2 separate regions of the Bombyx mori genome follow, and region 1 is linked to region 2. Evidence: chromatin contacts called from public Hi-C data. All regions are on one chromosome and are shown on one strand. The core of a region is the stretch at or near the end of the contact, and the rest is flanking DNA. Distances in the headings are between cores, read along the strand shown.

Region 1 (7,412 bases), core at 729-3,228, 50 kb after region 2:
ACTCTAAATAGTCAGACGGGCTGCGTCTTGGCTTTGTGGCACCGGCCTAGCTTACAATCTCATTAGGTTCTTCTAACTCCATCAAATACATTTACTAAATAATTGTTTATAGGAAATTTATAGATTACTCGATTTATAGAGACATCAAGAAATTTTACAGAAACAATAATAAATAAACACATCCAGTAAACTGTTTAGTTCACAAAACTCATACAATTGACCAATTGAATGCAGTGGAAAATGCCTACTTCTCTTTTTTCAGATCAATACTCCCGCGAACAGCATAGGACAATCGTGGCGTCATTAATAAGTCGCCGAATGAAATAGTATTTGTCGATATTTGAATGGTTCTGGCCGGCGCTGCGAACTGACTTCCGAAAGCCATCGCGACAGCGTTGCAGGAACAAAAAGACCTTCGCCGCCGGTACACTTCCGATTGCAATGTCAAGCGCTGAAAAATTACACGGACAACCCTAGAATTAACTCGCTATATTAACCGTAGAGATCTCGTTTAGGAAATGGTACTTTGAATCGCAACAAAATTAATAAGAATTAACGAATCATCGAGCGACACAACCATGATTTGCTTTTTGAGGTGGTAGGTAGGTAGTAGATTCATTCGCAAAGCAATTTCTCTTGAGTTGTTAAGTCTCCTTCGGAGGCGCTCGGGCAGTTGGTAGCAAATCACACCCCTCCTGGCTGAGATTTTGCTCGCCCACCTGTCCTGGTGAAACTGGAAAAGCCTCCGGGCCACCAGTAACCTTTCAAACATAAAAAAAAAAAAAAATTGCTTTAGGCAGCCGCTTAGCTGAGCGCCTTGCATTAATGTAGCTATCATCAGATGAGCCGCACGCACATCTGCCAACAAATGTCATAAAAATATTTGAAAATGTTTCAAACCTCACCTTTTTTTGGTCTTTCTAAGCTGGTATACTGGTATGGATGAGCTCACGGGACTCCAACTTGAGGACGTTGCTAACACTAGCCCTAATAAGAGCAGTGATTCGCAGAATCTACCACCGGATCACCGAAACGCGACCCACTGAGAAGATTCGGCGAGAAACTCAATGGACTAAATTGGTGAGCCAGAGACGTACCAAATTTTGAAGGAAATACTTGCACGATGAAGGAACAATAATGTGTTATGAAAAAATAAAACCGACGGCAAAACTCACACGGGGAGACCCCACCAGTCAGTTGGTTTTTGAGATGAAGCTGTCAAAAGCTTCACTGAGAATTCGACGTTATATCTCAAGGTGACTAATGGTATTCCTGGTGATATTTATACCAGCACTAGTAAATACCTGATGCCAAGTGAATAAATAAATAACTGGGAACAAATAACACACGATTATCCGGCCCCAAATTAGGATTCCTCGTGTTGTGGGTTTCAGAGACTGACATACATACTTATGTATATATATAGTACGTTTAAATATATAGATAATATACACCCAGACAAAGAGCAAACAAACCTGTTCATGACACGAATGTTTGCCCCATATGAGAAGCGATATATCAATCGATTAATAGGCAGACGCGCTTGCGACTCACCTCATGCGAAGTTGTTACTATTGCTCGTGGATGTCAGCAATGCCAGGAGCACAGCTAAGTCGCTGCCTGATAGTTTTTTTTTTTTTTTTTTTTTCAAATTAAGCATTGTGTGCGTAATATAATGTGTCTTCCGTATGTCCCCATCAACTGTATGCATAGAAATCTGAGACGGACTATGCCTGTTTAGACAAAAACCAAAGCGGACGGATCATCGTACTCCTCGTCAGCACCACTAAAATGATTCCCAAAATAAATATGATTAATGATGATTAACTCTAAGAGCTTGCAATTTATCAATGAACGTTAAAATCCGTCATCGAACGTAAAAAAACGCTAATGAGTTCGTGCCCAGAATACGAATCTCGACACGTATGTACCGACTATTTTTTATAGACGCTCACCTTGGTAATGTCCTTCGGCCTTCCGAGAACTCATGAGGCCTCGGTTTCGAAAAAATCACGACAATTACAACATTGTAGCCGTAAAGTTCCTTGATCGTTCTGGGAACGGGAACTTTCTTTTGTTTCGGCATAAGCTACCCGCAGCGAACCAAATCATCTCGGCGACACTGAGCTGTCGAAACTTACATGTGTCTTGTGAAATTTTTATGTAAATACGACGTTTTTGTTACGCAGATGCTCTGTGTGACGTTAAAAAAAGTGTAGTGAATACTAAAATTTGTTAATGTGTCGCAAGCAACGTGAGAATTGCTAACTATATAATAATTGTGAGCCGTAGTACCTAATGAAATATGATAACGTCTATTACGACGAAGAGTTCGATGCGCGAACTAACCCATAGACACAGTTTCATAGTTTCTCGCAATATCTTCTCAGTGGGTCGCGATTCCGATCCCCTGGTAGATTCTGCGAAGCATTGCTCTTTCTAGGGCTAGTGTTAGCAAATTCACTCAGATTGAGCCCGTGAGCTCTCCTACCTGTCCGGGCGTAGTTAGCCTCTTAGACTACCAGCGAATACGTAGGGAAAAAAAAAAAAAAAAAGATGACCTTTGTCCTAAACATTAAATCCAGTACGATACAACCACAATACTAATAAAACTCAAACACGATCCGACAAGTCTTAATTTCTCGAACAACGATATTCAGTACCAATCTCAAAATTTACTTACGCGCATGCATAGATGTATGAATAAATAACGTTATATTAAACCTCACAACATAAACCGTGACAAACGTAATGAAACATAAAATCAGTGTCAGTAAATAAGCGTGTTTACGACAAAATATGTAAATGCAATTTAAATAAAACAAAGGTCGTTTTCATATGACAATAGAGCCATGATACATGTAATAAGTGGTTGCACCGCTGACGTGCACCATCGAGGAGGTAACAATGTAACACATGTGTAAACACGAAAAGACTAATGGCCACGTTAAAACATTTAACAGTCAAGTATAACAACTGTTGGATATTTTTAACGTCTTCCAATTACAGTCTTCGTTCGTTTAACGATTTCGCTGGGCATTAACTATTCCAATTTTATGTTTGTGACGGACAAAACGCGAAATTCCACGCGTGACGTTCGCTCGCATGATTTTTGGTGCGCTATTATTACGCGCATGTTTTTATACGAATGATCTGATGATTTTGCTATGATCGATTTTGTTGAATTACCTATTAGAAAGATCTACTGCGCTTGTGTATTAATTTCGATCATGAAGTCTTGAAGCTTTAACTAAAATAGATATTTTGTTTTAGTTTTACACAAAATCCGTGTTACAATATTCGACTTTTTAAGTTTTTTTTTCTATTACATAGATACTAATAAAACTTTAAATATTGGCGTAATATCACGAATAGCTTATTAAATTCAACATGGAACATAATTCATTTATTTCGATTTGTCGACAAATAATGCGTAATTTTTTAAATATTTTTATCGTTTTTTAATATTATCTTTAGTTGAAATACATCAATAAAAGATACTAGACCATTGTTACGAGCTATATATAATAAATCGAGGTATGATTTAATTCTAGTGTCCGAGGTCAGGTCGACAGCTTCTCGTTTTTGCGCTTTGTCTCGCTCATGGTGACTTACGAATTTTATTATCTATGGCTTAAAATGATATACGACCGCTCTTAACTGGAGAATCATAAAATATTTTCTGTTTGTGAAATATTTCTGAAGCAATAAAGCAATAATTCACTACGGGACTACGGGGAAGATGGCGAGCTTTATTTGCCGTCATAAACGTAATGTTTATGGTGTACTTTTTTGCGTGGTTGTTCGTTTGTCCGTCGAGAGCGAGGCAGTACGCGTACGCACATAAACCTTCACTTTATCATTACCGTGATTGAGAAACGTGTCCAACATTCGTACGCTTTTCTATTTAGACTGTTTTTGTTCAATCTGAGATAATGTTGAAATACACATCCTTAAAAAAATGCATGTCATTGAAAGACATGCATGCCGATAACTTACGAGTACTAACATAGCCATAAATTCACCTAATCAATCATCAGCCCGCTGAGTTTCTCGCCGGAACTTCTCAGAGGGTCGCGATTCCGATCCGGTAGTAGATGCATTCGCGAAGTAGCTATTGTTATGTTATGCCCCTCACACTAGTACCTAAGTCATATATCAATTCTCATAAACACATAATGTACTCTAACTCTTAGTTCTTAAGTTCTAAATCATTGTTACTATATAACATACTTATTTCCTCATGTTACTAAATCATATGTATATTGTTTACTTTACATCAGATCTTCATTTGGAATTAGAACATTAGTTAATATTGTATTCCTTTCACATCGGTAAAATTCCATCATTTACTAATTGTGTCCTTACGGATTCTAAATATGTTTACCAAAACGGTTCATAGTCTAAATGACTCATTTACTAATTGTTTAGTAAATAATATTCATGTATAAATTCTCTTTCTCCTTGAAACTTAGGAGTTCGTCATCAATCTTCAAACTTATAACATCGTAACTCTGTCCGTGTAACATCAGATTTTTGTAAAGGATAAATAAATTCAGTGTATATTAAAATAAAGTTTTTTTTAAAACTACAAAACCGCTCACCGCGTAACACTATCTTTGAGCTGTTAGGTCTCTCTCAGAAGCGCTCGGGCAGCTGTTAGCAAATTCCACCTGGTCGAGCTTTTGCTCGCTCAACTGTCCTGGTGAAACTGGAGAGGCCTCCGGGCAACCAGTAATCCTTCCATCATAAAAAAAGCAATAAACCAATTAAGTGTGTATGTACAACCAATGTACATCAAAAATGTTATCCGCAGTCAAAATAAATCAAAATAGCAACCCGCTACGTATCGAATAGCCTAAACGAGACGCTGCAATCGTTCTCTCACGAGGGCCTTAGGAAGTGTCGACGGGGGGCTCCATTAGTCAACGTGATTAGTTCTCGGCGGTGTTAATGTTTCAATGAGATGAATAATCGCAGGTAACAGTGACAAATGTGAAGTGAGAGCGGCGCGCGCGCACCTGATCCACAAACGTGCCGCGCTATCACTCAACATCACTCCTATGTGCAAGATGAAGAGATTTGTATTTATTAGTATTTGTGTAACCCTTTTTTGGGCATGAAATTGGACTTGCAAGTCTTTAGATATACTAAATACTCTAATAGCCCTACACAATTAATAACAAACTAAAATTGAAATTTGACAATTGCAATAGCGGGATACATTGATAATAATATATTTCGAAACAATGACGTCCAATAATTACCAAAATTCCATGGCCACACTACACATTGATAAATGACTCATTTCACATACGCAGAGTCAAGGGTTAAACTCGACCGCAATCTAGCATCGGAATCTATATTTTTTCAAATCGATATTTTTCTCGTCCGTGCGAGATATCGATTCTCTTTATTATGATTTAACGTTGATTGCACTCTTTGATGGTAGCCGCCGAACAAGATTTACAGCTGACGAGATAGCTACTGTCCTGCGTTATTGCGAACGTATTTGTACATGAATTCAGTTGAAATACGCGTTCTGGGAAGTCGAGACGTTAAATCCTCACTGGGAAAATTATGGTAGGATTAGGTCTAGATCAGTGCACGCATGTCGAGATGGATAGCATTTAATTGTGCAACGGGCGAAGGGAAATATAATGACAAAACGAACGAACTTTCGTAACAAATAATATAATGTAGAATTTTTTGTAATAATGTTATTGAACGTAGAATATGGATAGGAAGATCCATAAAAACATATTTATTTTTAATGTTCACTTTACTTTGTTTAAGTAAAATTTGGTCAGTTTTGTCTAAGCAATAGGTATCTTAAAGATGTGTAGTTAGTATGTACATTATTATTTGACATTTCTGTTATTCTGTTATACTTGCAGAACGCTAAATTAATACGTCAAAAATAAAGTGATAATCTATGGCTATATCCTACTTTTGGTTGCATTTAAAATGTATGGCGCAAACAAAGATTTTTAATAGCAGATCTTAAAAATTAATGTTGAGTCGCCTGGTTGGTGATTCGATTTGGGGCGATCGGCGAACAATCAAATCAAGCTAGTTCTGGTCCAATGTGTGCCAGACGACTAATCTCAATTACTTTGCATGAGCTCAAAAGCCATACCCTGGATGACTTCCAGGTAAAAGAACTTCGCGGTCAAGGATATTAACTAGAGAATAGGTAGCCGGGAAGACCTGAAGCATTGGTCACCGTTCTCGTCGAACCCGTCGCTTGCAACGAAGGCCTCAGTGAGTAAAGTAACCCATACACACAGCCCGCTAAGTTTCTCGCCAGATCTTCTCAGCGAAGCACTACTAGGACCAATGCTAGCAACGCCTCCTGGTTTGAGCCCCGAGAGCTCATCTACACGTTAGGGTTACGCTGATATAGCCTCTCAAGGCTATCAGCTTAGGTAAAAAAAAGCCGGGGCGTGATGTTCCAATCAATGCCTCGAATGGGATGAGATTCAATTCGAGCTCTTTGACAGCGTCACTAGTTGAACCACAAGTCCTAGGGTTAAAGCTGCGGTCAGAAGCTACCTCGATCGCGCCCGAGGGCGGTCTTCATTATCGAGTTCCTGGAATTGACTTCACGGCGACCCTGTCGGACTTGAGGGACTAAGTTAGTCGATAGTATGGTAGATAGCAGAATGCTAATCTTTCCTTTAAAGCTTCCTCATCTAGCACCTCGGATTTTTTCAAAGTGAATAATATACTGTTAAAGTAATATACCGTTTTGTAATGTCAATCTGTATTGTATCCTATTATCCCTATCTAGTAACAGTTTAGTAAAATATCTACTTGGCCTGATTCTATTCAAATTTTTATTTTACTACTTTTAACTACATAGCGAGTTTAATGTACCAACATGATCATTTATAGTGTGTTAATAATTAACACAGTGTTAGAAAGATTATTTATTTTAACTATGTTAAATTATGATGACGGTAGATGGCAGCACATGTATAATATTATTTTATGTACTAAATATTTATGTCGAATACTGGCCTTTCGCCCGTAATTTCGCATACATTCGTCCAACACAGTTAAAGGAAAACTTTTTTAATTCCTCTTTTATACATCCATTAACTTCTCATGCGAATCGAGTTCCAATGGTAATACACAATTCATATACATACCGATTTGTGTGCTATCAACATACCAACTAAGGTCTTCAGTGTACCCTTTCAAATTCTGATATATGTTGATAACTGTGAAAACATAACATATTTCGTATGGCTTCAAAAAATAATCATATAATTACGCAATCGTATCAAAAATGTTAATAAATAATTCGTTTCGTTGCAGACGGCCCGGCGACCTGACCGTCAGCCGCATCTATAAATCAAAATGCCCGTGCTCCGTGATTAATCAAACAAGCCGTACCTTTCTGTTTA
Region 2 (6,736 bases), core at 3,466-5,965:
TGAAAACATTTTACATAAAAAATCGTCGTGGCTTAAAGGATAAATATTACTTTTAAGTAAGACGTACTTTAAGAAATTTCTCCGGTCACCGTCCCCGCCGAACCTGTCGCTCGACGTCGTCGACGAAGGGCCTGGCGAGTAAATTAACCCTCAGACACAGCCCACTAAGTTTCTCGCCGGGTCTTCTCAGTGGATCGCGTTTCCGATACGGTGGTAGATTGTGCGAAGCACTGCTCTTGCTAGGGTCAGTGCAACACCTCCGGGTTGAGCCCCGAGAGCTCACCTACACGCTAGGGTAACGCTGATATAGCCTCAAGGCAATCAGCATAGAAAAAAAAGATATTTCACCAACGTCACTATTTAAAATAAACCTTGTCTTATCCAACTTATCCATCTTTCAAATGAAGAAATTAATGAATTTCCTTTGTATCCAAATACAAATATTAGTTACTCAAATCTCAAAATATTAATGAATATAATGTTTTTTGGCACCGGGTTAAAGCGTACTTAAATTTTTTAAATCAACACTTACCGTAATTCGCGGAGCTACGCCATATAAATTTAGCGGAGACAGTTGGGAGCGGATCGCCAAAGCTAATTCTGTTGTGATTAATGCTTTTTGCACACTTCCAGCTCACTGGCCTAAGTCTTGTGTTAACTTAAATTGACGAATACGTTCGTTTTAAGCAAATTTAAGCCTTGTCTTTATGAGAACAAGGAACAACACTAATCTCGTTTGGTTAACCTAAGTTACTACTTGCAATTGCGTTTCTCACGCAACCACTGACAATTAAATTAGGTACGTATTATTTTCTTAAAATAAACGTGCTACTAAAATAACAAGATTTATATATTTAGCATACAGATAATAGTAACGTGTTTCTTTATGAAATTTTTTGAATAATATCAAAACATCAGTGTCTTCAAAATGAAATGTACTTTTAAATCACTTTTATATAAAAATACTAGCTGACCCGGCAAACATTGTTTTGCCAGATTTCTAGGGAATTTCTAGTGTAGAAAAAAAAACTAACTTATTGTAAGTGTGTAAGGATGTGGTAAATGAGTGAAAGAGGTATGTAGTGCTGTGAACGATGAGGGATGAATATATAATAAAAATAACAAAACCTCATTCAACCACATAATACCTCATTATAATAAAAAAAATGTCCAAATAAAAAAAAAATGTTAGGGGTGGAGAACCCTAATCACTTAGGGGTATAAAAAATAGATAGTAGCCGATTCTCAGGCTTACTGAATATGCATAAAAAATTTCATAAGAATCGGTCAAGCGGTTTCGGAGGAGTATGGGAACGAACATTGTGACACGAGAATTGTATATATTAGATTTTATTACACAGACGCATTAGTTAACTCACGACCCAGCTGGTGTTAAGGGGCCACTAAAACCCATAGACATCGCAACGTAGATACCGACACCGAGCTATAAGTCGAAGTCTATTTTTTTGCATAACTGTTGTGCAATCCTCAACTAAGCTTCGTGGGCCAAATTAAGCATAATGGTGGCATCTACTAATAGGAGCTTAAAATATGCTCTTTAACCAGTAAAATGAACCCGCTAATCCATTTAGAGCAACAAAAGGCGGCGGCTTGGCTGTGCTTTTGGCATTGCTGACGTCTATGGGTGACGGTAACCACTTACCATCAGATGGGCCGTAAACTCGTCTGTCAACAAGGGCAATAACAAAAAATAATTAAGAACTAATTTTTCTAACGTATTCACCTGGGCTTGATTGATGACTTGACACACAGAAAGCCTTAATTCGTATCGAAGGCAAATAAACAGGTATTCTAACAAACAAATACAGAATGTTAAAGTAACAATCTATTATACAAAAAAAAAATACATTTTATCGCATTGTAAAAATTAGCATAAAAATTGACAAAAGCTATAATTTTATATTAGTTGGAGGCCGGGCGATCTGACGATAACGCAATACCGAAATAGCAGGGCGTGAATAATGGAATTACAAGCGATCACAGCTCTTTGTTTAACTAATAACTGGAAAATTTTATTAATCATTGAGGTTTAGTTGTGAATAAAATTGATTGTTTTCGTTTTGTTACTACTTACTGGTTTCTTAAATCTGTTCATTCATGTTTTTTAAATATGTTTTTTTTTACTTTGGATCACATATTCATAGTATATTTTCTTTGTTGTAGTCATAAGCTACATACATACAATGTGTTTTTTAACGAAAATCAAGCCGTACTTACCACAATATTCAAATGTTGTTCCGTTCGCTGAAATTCCCCTTATACCAGCGGATAGGTGGAGAGAAACTATTATAGAACTATTAATCAGTCATTCGTTCTTCATATCAGCAGTTGTATCGTGTCGATAAGGCTCAAGTTCTTTCGTAAATAGATTTTGTATATAAACGTCATGGGCTTTCCTCGTGGGACTTTAAAATTTACTTTATGCTTTGTGCACTAAACCAACCGTATGTTATGCTTTTTTATTGCGTAAATAAAATAAGTGAATTCCTGTCCCCATATACATCACACATCACACCTTTAGATATGAGAAAGAAATCTCTATTTTATTCTATAATGACTTTCCCAACCCTTCGAACAAGAACGCATGACTGCTTCGCAAATAAGCAGTATAGCAAGCCCTACCACCAGCAAATGTTGCTGTTATAATACGCCAGTACGCCGGTATCACATCTCAGGTAATCCTTTAGTTGTCTCTTACAACACCGACGCGCCGACGAGAAAAGATAACATTCCTTGTGTATCCACTTACTACAAGGAATTGACTAGAAAGATTGTGTTATTTTAAATATTCCTTACCATTTAATTTACTTGACTTCGTTTTTCTATAAAAACCTATAAAATACACATATTTGTTTCTATCACTTTTGCTTCACCTATCGTATGACAGTTCAACTTCCTTGATATGCCAATAACCACTGTACCAAATTCCAGCGCAAAAGATAATCCCATTACCAAGTGAAGGACGATAAAACTGTTATCCGCTTTAAATTTTTATTTATTTTATTGCCTATATGTGTGGACGAGCTCACAGCCCACCTGGTGTTAAGTGGATACTGGAACCCATAGACATCTACAACGTAAATGCGCCACACACCTCGAGATAGAAGTTCTAAGGCATCAGTATAGTTACAACGGCTGCCCCATCCTTCAAACCGAAACGCATTGGTGCTTCACGGCAGAAATAGGCGGGGCGGTGGTACCTACCCGTGCGGACTCACAAAAGGTCCTACCACCAGTAAATTACTACATTTATATAATCTTTAACATGAATTAAACTCTGCGGTCGAAGCTATTTATAGAAACCTATAATTTATCTATCAAAGTCGCATTCGGAATAAGTTATTACGTTACATTCAAAAACAGCAATGAAATATTCAATATAAAATCACTGTACAAACTATAATTGTAGGACAATCGATCATTAACATCGATACGTCTGCCTAATCGTACCGCGTTTGGAATTTTATCAAAGCATACCCGTTTTCAGGACTTCACTACGCGTAATTTCATATAAATTACTTAAAATCAAAAGGGATATTAGAGTCGTTACTAATGTCTGATTCGCATGTCAAGCGGTCCTATTGGGCCCGCATTCAAAGATTTTTGGGGGTCGTGACCCAAAAATCGTTGAGCTGATCAGATTCCACGTATACTAATCGAAATGCTTTACAAGTGTTAAATTTGAAACTTTAGTTTTTTAATTGATTGCCAATGTGGTTTTGAATTCAAATGCTTTCTTCGGCTTTGACTCAAATCAGAATTTTGGCGGCGAAGCAACTATTCGTTGTCATCATCATTCATCACTAGCAACTTTCGATAATTATAGAGTTGAACATTTCAACGTGTCTTCATATATATGTATTATGATTGATAAAATAAATTACTAATAAAAACAAGTTTACAATCAAATCACGTATCCAAATTTTATTAGAGGTCCGTATGATATATACGGACCTACCATTCTACATAATTTACGAGTCACAAGAGACGCCTTCCAAATCCGTTCCTGTTCTGTACCTAACTTATTTTATTTCCTGCTTTTCCCTCGTACTTTGTGGTGGGCGGTCCACGTTTAACTGTAATACGTCGACACGCGTTATGTTAAGTCTAATCGTTTTAGTAATTATTGTCAACTAATGACTTGTTCCACATGTCTCGGGGTTTGGCCCAGTTCCCACGATAATCGATCTGAATAATGTAAATAGCGATCCAACCATTTTTCTAATTAGTGGATCAGCTTACAACCACAAATTGGTCACTTCAAATGAAAAATCCTAAGCAAGAAAGTATTCTTGAAACTAAGAATAGATTCGTCTTTTATGAATCACGAACGGTATCACCTGTGAGTCATTTTTTTATCAGTGCATTGATAAGAACGACCACCCTCGTTGCGCACATCTAGGAACACATTCATGAAATATAATTGGTCATATTCATTCACAGATAACGGTGAAACTAATTTAAAATTATGTTAAAAATGAAATTGAAAAGAAGAATGCAAGTAAAATAATCCTCATATTAAATAAGCAATACTAACCCATAACACGTGGGTAAAAGGCAGAGATTGCTGTACAAATAAATAATATTCTACAAAAATTTATAGACAACCCTCTTTTGCCGCAAGCAAATATAGCCCCTGGTTCTAACGTGTTTAGAGCGACTATTATTCGCAGTTTCGAAAACAAAGAATGCATAGGGCCAGCTACCTGGTGACGTACCTTCCTAGAATACAGTAATGCCAAACTGCGTAATCCTGTTCCATGGAACATGCGATCTGCAAAGATTACTTGATGATTTTTAACTAGCTTTAGGGTTGTCACTATTCTAATTTAAACACTAATGTTAAATTTGCAGAGTATGTAAATTAATAAAATGTACATTGAAAATCGTTGAAAAAAATTAGACGTATAAAATAACAATTATGATAACAACGAATACTCTTAATTTGACGATAAATTTTAATAAACTAGAAGATCGCAGAGATTAAAAAACCAAATATGACACAATTTTCGTATGATATTTGTCCCTTCTTCGCCACCATCGTTTCATTCCCATATTATCATGTGGAAACTGAAAATTTTGTTCGACAACCCTGTCACACCTGAATAGACACAGAGTGCCGCCAAACGTTCCGAAATTTCATAATTTCGCTTCGGCGTCACAAAGTCTGCCGAAAGCCCAAACTGTTGCCACCCTGCCGGAAAGGATTAAATACGGATTTTTGGGGATTACCAACACAGTGTTTACCTGATATATTAGTTTTACTATGTTATTTATTTACTTATATGGCTTAGAGGTCTGGGGTCTGCAAACAAATACAAAAAAATATTAAAAAGTAATTTAAGAATGTACATGTGCAGGAAGTATTGGTAAATCTTACTGGATCTTCCCTATCCATTCTCGAAGCCTTCAAGTCCCTCAGGCACCAGTCACCGTTTACATCAAACTCGTCAAATGCGACGAACAGTACGATGTGCTAGCTAGTCGATAGACACCACCCACCGATTTTCTCAAAGGATCGCGATTCCTATGCGGTAGTAGATTAAGCGAAACACTCCTCTTGTTAAGGCTAGGTTAGCAAGTTCTCTCAGGTTGAGCACCTATCAATCCACATGTAGTAGAAATACGATACGTTAAAAAGATTAGACAGGAGGAAAAGGGAAGTAATCATCCCCTAGATTTCGCACTACTCAAATCAAATCAAATCAAAAAAAATTATTCAACATAAATGAAAGTACATACTTGTTGAACGTCAAAAGAACTACCGCCAATTCACAAAAACTAGCCTCCGTCCTGAGAAGAATTAGCAAGAAACTCAGCGGGTGTATTTTTTTTTTTAAATATTAGATATTTTTTTTATAACAGATTTTTTTTCAATATTCATTTTTGCAATGAGTATCATAACGTAACAATTATTACAATATTGAAATGCCCGGAGCGAGCAACTCATTCCCACTCTCATCTATTTTCAACATAGGTATATATTTTTCAGAATTATAATTAGACGGGCTCCGGGTAAGAATCTAAGTCATTGCCGGAGCTTGTAGACACGAAGTCAAAGTCTGAATCGAAAGAACTCAGAAGTTACATTGAGATAATCACTAATCAATAATGGTGTTATCCAGTCGTGTAAGCCTGCAACATTTCCTAAATTCAGTACCTACTTAAGATACTGTTGTACTGATATATTATTTCGACAAGGAAATGCCAGAAAAAGGTCGAGAAAGTCGCAGTCGCATACATTTCTCTGCTGATTACTAATACGGAACGTACCACCATGCCGGTAATTTCGAATTCGAGGCATTCTAACTTGAAGTGTGAGACAGTCGCCATACAATTAAGATTTTGTAACGGTATTTGTGATAGATATGGGCACTGCTAACTATGCCAGATGCGGCGTGAGATTGTCCACCAATCTAACGTAATAAAATAAAATATAAATAGGCCAATGTAATCGCGACACCAGTGACATTACAAATCCCAATACGAACGTGATTTCAGATACAACACCCACACACTTAAAACAAATAATCTATTCTCGTCACGATCAAAGAAGTCTAAAGATCAATAATGGATTAACATATTATGTAATATACACACGCGGCCCATGTAAGGATTCAATTAATTGAAGTCTTTCAATGATACGCTGAAAACGTTTCCATTCAAATTTTGTAACAATCAAATTTGACGATCGTTATAAATGTATCCAAAGTCA

The links. Hi-C and Micro-C count contacts between places; a contact is called where the count stands out from the background.
Region 1: a contact with region 2 is called in a Hi-C map of middle silk gland, with 1.6 times the contacts expected there. The contact joins two enhancer-like sites. A contact is called at or near these places in 2 of 7 Hi-C or Micro-C datasets (middle silk gland and whole pupa).

Annotation. Positions count from the first base shown.
Region 1 is chr4:5,250,758-5,258,169 of ASM3026992v2, forward strand. It overlaps LOC134198743 (a long non-coding RNA gene), which reads left to right. Exons shown (of 3, transcript XR_009972906.1): 3 at 7,324-7,412. Among protein-coding and RNA genes, the nearest start is that of LOC134198743, 28 kb to the left of the region's middle. Within about 2 kb of position 1,979, at least 1 of the 8 cell types and tissues checked has open chromatin away from gene starts, as enhancers often do.
Region 2 is chr4:5,198,101-5,204,836 of ASM3026992v2, forward strand. No RefSeq gene overlaps it. Among protein-coding and RNA genes, the nearest start is that of LOC134198743, 25 kb to the right of the region's middle. Within about 2 kb of position 4,716, at least 1 of the 8 cell types and tissues checked has open chromatin away from gene starts, as enhancers often do.